Linked DNA regions of Danio rerio: region 2 is linked to region 1. Evidence: chromatin contacts called from public Micro-C data. All regions are on one chromosome and are shown on one strand. Each heading gives the region's core, a stretch centred on a gene start, on an enhancer-like site or on the middle of the called end of the contact. The rest is flanking DNA. Distances are from core to core; before and after follow the strand shown.

What was found. A called contact is a pair of places that touch in the nucleus more often than the background predicts.
Region 2: a contact with region 1 is called in a Micro-C map of caudal fin, with 7 times the contacts expected there. The contact joins the promoter of si:dkey-25o16.4 here to the promoter of g3bp2a in region 1. A contact is called at or near these places in 4 of 18 Hi-C or Micro-C datasets (caudal fin, embryo, hematopoietic stem cells and 1 more) and 2 of 4 datasets of contacts at active chromatin or transcription factors (embryo and gastrula embryo).

The regions. Positions count from the first base shown.
Region 1 is chr1:28,091,014-28,093,903 of GRCz12tu, forward strand. It overlaps g3bp2a (G3BP stress granule assembly factor 2a), which reads left to right and starts at 1,329. Exons shown (of 13, transcript NM_001080563.1): 1 at 1,329-1,536; 2 at 1,961-2,080; 3 at 2,173-2,254; 4 at 2,329-2,502. The coding sequence starts at 1,986. ints12 (integrator complex subunit 12) reads right to left here and starts at 352. Exons shown (of 6, transcript NM_001002161.3): 1 at 1-352. The coding sequence starts at 57.
Region 2 is chr1:28,313,528-28,316,227 of GRCz12tu, forward strand. It overlaps si:dkey-25o16.4, which reads left to right and starts at 1,308. Exons shown (of 26, transcript XM_690920.9): 1 at 1,308-1,423; 2 at 1,955-1,997; 3 at 2,091-2,207. The coding sequence starts at 1,971. It overlaps trmo (tRNA methyltransferase O), which reads right to left and starts at 937. Exons shown (of 7, transcript NM_001327757.1): 1 at 711-937; 2 at 488-642. The coding sequence starts at 799.

The DNA of each region.
Region 1 (2,890 bases), core at 79-2,578:
ATACCCCAGTCCCTTCAGAAAGATAGGGTCTAACTCTAGACTTACTGTCCCAGCCATTGTTTAGCGATTATTATCTAATTTAACATAAGAAAATGACCCGGCCCTCTACTTATGGAGTTTACGATGTTATATTCTCGGATAACACTAGAAAAGCTTCATTTCAGACTCTACAATATCTAGTCTTTCTGAGCTAACAAAAGCAACATGAACTTACTGACACCGGATTGTGCTCAAGCTTTTGTTTAAGGAACGTTTTTATAAACCGTAAAAAAAAAACAAGATATTATCCTTAGCAGAAATTAACTAACTTAGCAATGCTTGAAATGATCCGACTATAGTATCGAATTAAAATAGAGCAAGTAGAAAGAAAGCGCTTGAAAAGTATGGGGACCTCAATAGGGCGTGGCTTAGTGGCCATGAGGTTGTCTCTAATTGGTCGGATGAATCTGTTTTCTGTTTTTGTGCTAATTTACATTTTAATTTATCTCTCTTTGGCATGTTTTAAAAATTGTTTGTAAAAACAATATTTATTTTAAAAAGTGTCCTATTTAAACTATTGCTCACATAAAAGATGAAGCAACACGCCAACGGTTTTGTCACGTGATAGTTGTTGTTTTTCTTACTGCTTGTCAGTTCTTATTGTTAGATTAAAAATAACCTGTTGGTGAGAATTATGTACCAAATTATTAGAAATTAATGGACTTGCCTTAGACACATGTTTTCTATTTACTAACATTTGTAAATTTCTTAAATTTCTCTGCAGGATTTTGATGGCTTGATAGCGCTTTGCATTCTGAGCCACCAAGTGCCCCCTACTGGATAACTGGTGATCATAATGATGTTTGCCGACTGTTCTTTTATTTCTTTCTAATGACGCTTTTGTGTTTCTACTAAATCATACCGACATAAGCGCTTCGTTTCCGCCGTCATTTTCACCAACAGCACCTCGACATGAAATTTCAGCCTGCAAATTATTTTAAAAATATCACTATGTATTAATATATTAAAATCATCAGGAATGCGAGCTTATCAACCAGCTTAAAAATCATATCAGCCGGACACTAATAAATGTAACACAAGGAAATGCTACGTAGTGCGTAAAATTGAAATATCCTTGACCAAATAGGTAAATAACGTCTCGTAACAAACTCTCAAAACCTTATTGTTCTATAACCATCCAAGACCATTTATTGTGCGAATTTAACGGCATATCTTGCCCGTTATGGCGTTGTTGACAGGGGTCAAAAGAATGCGTTGTAGGAGCGTCATAATTGTGTTGTCGAGTGTAAGAAGCTGATTGGCTGTTCTGGTGTGACGGGGGTTCTTGTCCCAGATCGCAGGGGTTAGACAATAAGAATCCAAACAGCAGCATTTACAATAATAACACCGCATAGATGCTATTTCTATCTCTCTGTGGTTTCAAGTAGCTGGCGCTGTCACTAAAACAGCTGTTCTAAATATATCAGACGAATCGAATAATTTTTCAGAATTATTCAGTCACTTAGACCAATCAAATACATCCCAGAAAAAAGGTAAGTGCCACACATCTATAGGTCTTCTAAGCATTTTGTTGATTTCGACATGCTTCACTTCTATTTAGTCTAACTGGATTCATTCTGATCAGTCATAAATAAATTTGTGTGAATGCGGGTAATAAAGGTTGATTGTGACGCTATTGACAGATTTCAGATTGTAAAGTTAAAATGCTCAGTTTCTTTGTTATCTAATTGCATTGAATACAGCCCTCATGTAGGCATGATTATAATAAATGACACGGGATGCATTTAAAGCCTTTTTTTTTGGAGTATTGATTCCATTTAAATACATAAATGAAAATGCAAAAGTGAAAGTGACCTGTTTTTTTTTATTTCTTAATTGTTTTATTTTTGTCAGTAGTTTATGTTTGTTTATATATTGTTGTTGTTACAGTGGTTGTCAGTAACAATATTTTTTCTTTCAGAAAAAAATATTTTTTTAGGAAGGAAATGGTGATGGAGAAGCCCAGTCCCCTGCTGGTAGGGCGGGAGTTTGTGAGACAGTATTACACACTGCTAAATAAAGCACCGGACTTTCTGCACAGGTATGCCTTACAAAATCATAATTTCATAATGTCTCCTCACATGGCTTTATCATATTAAAATACAAGTTATTCAAAACATTTTTGTGATGCAGATTTTATGGACGAAACTCATCTTACGTCCATGGCGGACTGGATTCGAATGGGAAACTTTCAGAAGCAGTCTATGGGCAAGCAGTAAGTTTAAAAGATTGTTGTGTGTTCAGGTAAGCTGAATTGTACGTCTACTCATTTGTTTTTCCCATCTACAGGAGATACACAAAAAGGTTATGTCCTTGCAGTTCAGCGAATGCCACACTAAAATCCGGCATGTGGATGCCCATGCCACGCTGAGTGATGGTGTGGTTGTTCAGGTGATGGGAGAGCTTTCCAATAATGGACAACCCATGAGGAAATTCCTACAGACATTTGTGCTGGCCCCAGAGGTGTGTAGGATTACAATATACCATTATTATTACATATTTTAATTAATTCATCCAACATTTAGTATTTAATTTGTTAAAGCACAAACTTGAATTTGTGAGTATGAATGGAGATTTGCACATCTGGCCACTGGAATTTCTTTGCAGAACTATTGAAGCTCTGTCAGATTAGTAAGAGAAAGCAAGTAAGGCCTTTTGTTTTGTTTTGTTTTTCAAATACACCCATAAAGTCTCAATTAAAAAAGAGATTTGAACTCTCACTTTGCTATAGGTCTTAACTTGTGTAAACAGCCACTATATTAAGGTTGTCTGTGTTAAGGATTGTTTAACCAAACCCATTAACTGATCCTGGTGTTGTTGTAATGCTGAATGCCCTCTCCTTTTTTAGACC
Region 2 (2,700 bases), core at 58-2,557, 220 kb after region 1:
ATTTTTACTTGATCAAAGCATTTTGTTTAGATATTTGGACAGATAAATAAGACAATACAAGAAATGCATTTTTTGCATTGTGATTATTCAATTTCTGTACATGAAAAATGCTACTCTCCAGAAAACCAACAAATAGTGCTATTCAAATTATATTGTGACACGGTATTTACATTGCAATGTTTATCGCAAGAAAATAAAATATAGGAATATTCGATTTTTTACCAGTATATGCAGCCCTGTTTGGAACCACTTGAAGGGGAGTAAATTTTCGTTTTTGAACAATTAACATGATAACAATATCTGAATGTGAAAAGAGAGTCCTTTGCCATTGACAGCCATTCAAATATAATTTTAGAGTATAATTGGAGCATAAAGAGTAAAAAGTTCTGCAACTCACAACAGGTTCAGTGTACATTTAGCCTACATAGAATTCATTTGGAGTCACTGCTGCATGCATCAAAAGTGAAGGCATTTCTTTTAACGCTACCTTGCTCTAATAACTGATTCATTCCACTGGGGTTCTGAGATGGGCTTTTGTTCTTTGGTTGAGATCTGTCATCGTGTTTCCGGTAGTCTGTCAATATGGACTGAAGAGTTGACATCTGCTTCCTATGTGCTCGTATGGATCCATCCATCTGCTGTCTGTTTGTCCAACAAACAATTAAACTACTCATAACCCCATCAATTACGTGAAAGATTTTAGAACCTACCTGAGATTTTTAATCTCTCTTCTCATTATTGACGCTTGCTGTGTCAGTTTTGTGACATGTTCAGCACAACTACACACTGGTGACGACATTTTTAGGGATTCCTTTGTACAAATTATAGTCTATCGCTTTAGTAATATATCCAAGAACAAACTGAATTGTTTATTCCATCAGCTGCTCTGCTTTCGCTTCAGTGAGAACACGTGTTTTGCTGTTGGAAAAAATGTGCTGGACGACTAAACACTTTCACAACATTAAACAGCTACTGTTGTCATATACCGCCATCTTCTGTTTACTTTGCGATCAACAAGCTATAGCTAAAATAAATATATTTACTCAAAGCAAGCCGTCTAGTTTATTTTACTGTATCTTTTTCTAAATGTATTTTCTAAATGAAACCTTACTGTATCTTTTCTAAATGTTCTATTTTTCTAAATGTTGATCGGTGCAGATGGTTTTTGGTATGCATATGTTTGTCGGTAGATTTTTTTTTTCATAAATAGGCCGACAGGTGGCAATATGCACATGAATGAGAATCAACAATAAACCAAAGAAGAAATGGGCTTCCGTATGTTACGCAGAGGTTTTGACCAATGAGCTGATTGTGCGTTTTATTTTGAACGTGAAGGTGGCGGTTTAGACGATAACGCTTGTTTTTACAATATCAGTCAAGTCAGGATTAAAATAAACAGTAACGTTCATAAATCGCTTATAAGGTAAGAAGTAAAGGAGGAACTAATTTTTATATAATCGTGTTACTAAAATATTTTACGATAACGTTAGTTAGTGCCGCTTGTCTGATAACTGTAAATCTGGACGTAAAACCCGTGTTTCAGACCATGACAAATTACCTAAAGTTGCATGCTTATTTTGATAAGTAACTTATTTGATAAGCACATGTGATGTCTAAAATTGGTGTAAATAGGCGCCAAAGTTGACATTTCTTGAAGGGATGCAAACAGTGACGGTCATGTAATGCTGTAAAAATGTGAACCATCTCTTGATAGTTTGTGGGGAAAATGGGTGTTATATGCAATTATTTAACTTCACATTAATGTAGTTGTAAATGTAGGCTACATTTTTCTTCCTTTGTGCAGAAGAATCTAGCTTTTTATAAAAAAAATAGTATTTTATGATTTTTTTTAATGGTATGGGTTGATTTACATATTTATCAAACTTTAATCAACCCCCTGAAAATCCACTATATATAAAATAATCACTTCCATCACTCTTTTGTGTTATTGCAGATATTACTCTCAAAACATGTCATCTGTCAATGGCTTGTCAAATGTGAGTAGTCCATACCATAACCATAAACATAAATGTTTTTTTCCAACCATCACCATGAGCTCTAATGATAAACCTGTGTGTTCTGTGTTTTAGACCAAACCAGACAGAGTCCCGCTCAGAGATGTACAGAATGAACTGTTAAATATGCAGGACACTCCAACTCTTATGGTTAAACATGCATCGACGCATGTGAAGGACTCAAACATGAAGGTTTGGAGAGATTTCTTAACTGCTTTCACATCGCTCATTTAATATTTTTAAATAAAAATTGAAACTAATTCTTTAATAATTAAAAGTAATAAATTAGAAAAAAGAGAAACCATTTGAAAAAAAGTATGTAAATTTACAGATTTATTTAGGATTTACAATTTACAGTTATGTTATGATTAGTATTACAGTTACAGCTATGAGTGATCAAATTACTTCCCAATTTAACTTAAACATTTAAATATCCTTGTTGAGATCATAATGTTTTTTGTGTGTGTGTGTGTGTGTGTAAAAACAAAAACAAAAAAAGTCCCTATTCTTATTTTAAAAACCTCCCAAGGCCGTCTAATTCTTGTTCAGATTCAAGTCGTGTCCTATTGAATTTGTTCTTTTACCGTCTCATCATCAATTGAGCTGAATAAGGTCTAAGTTGAGCTGAGTAAGGTCTATGTAAAATGAAACCAACTATATATATATATAGACCAATTACCATGTT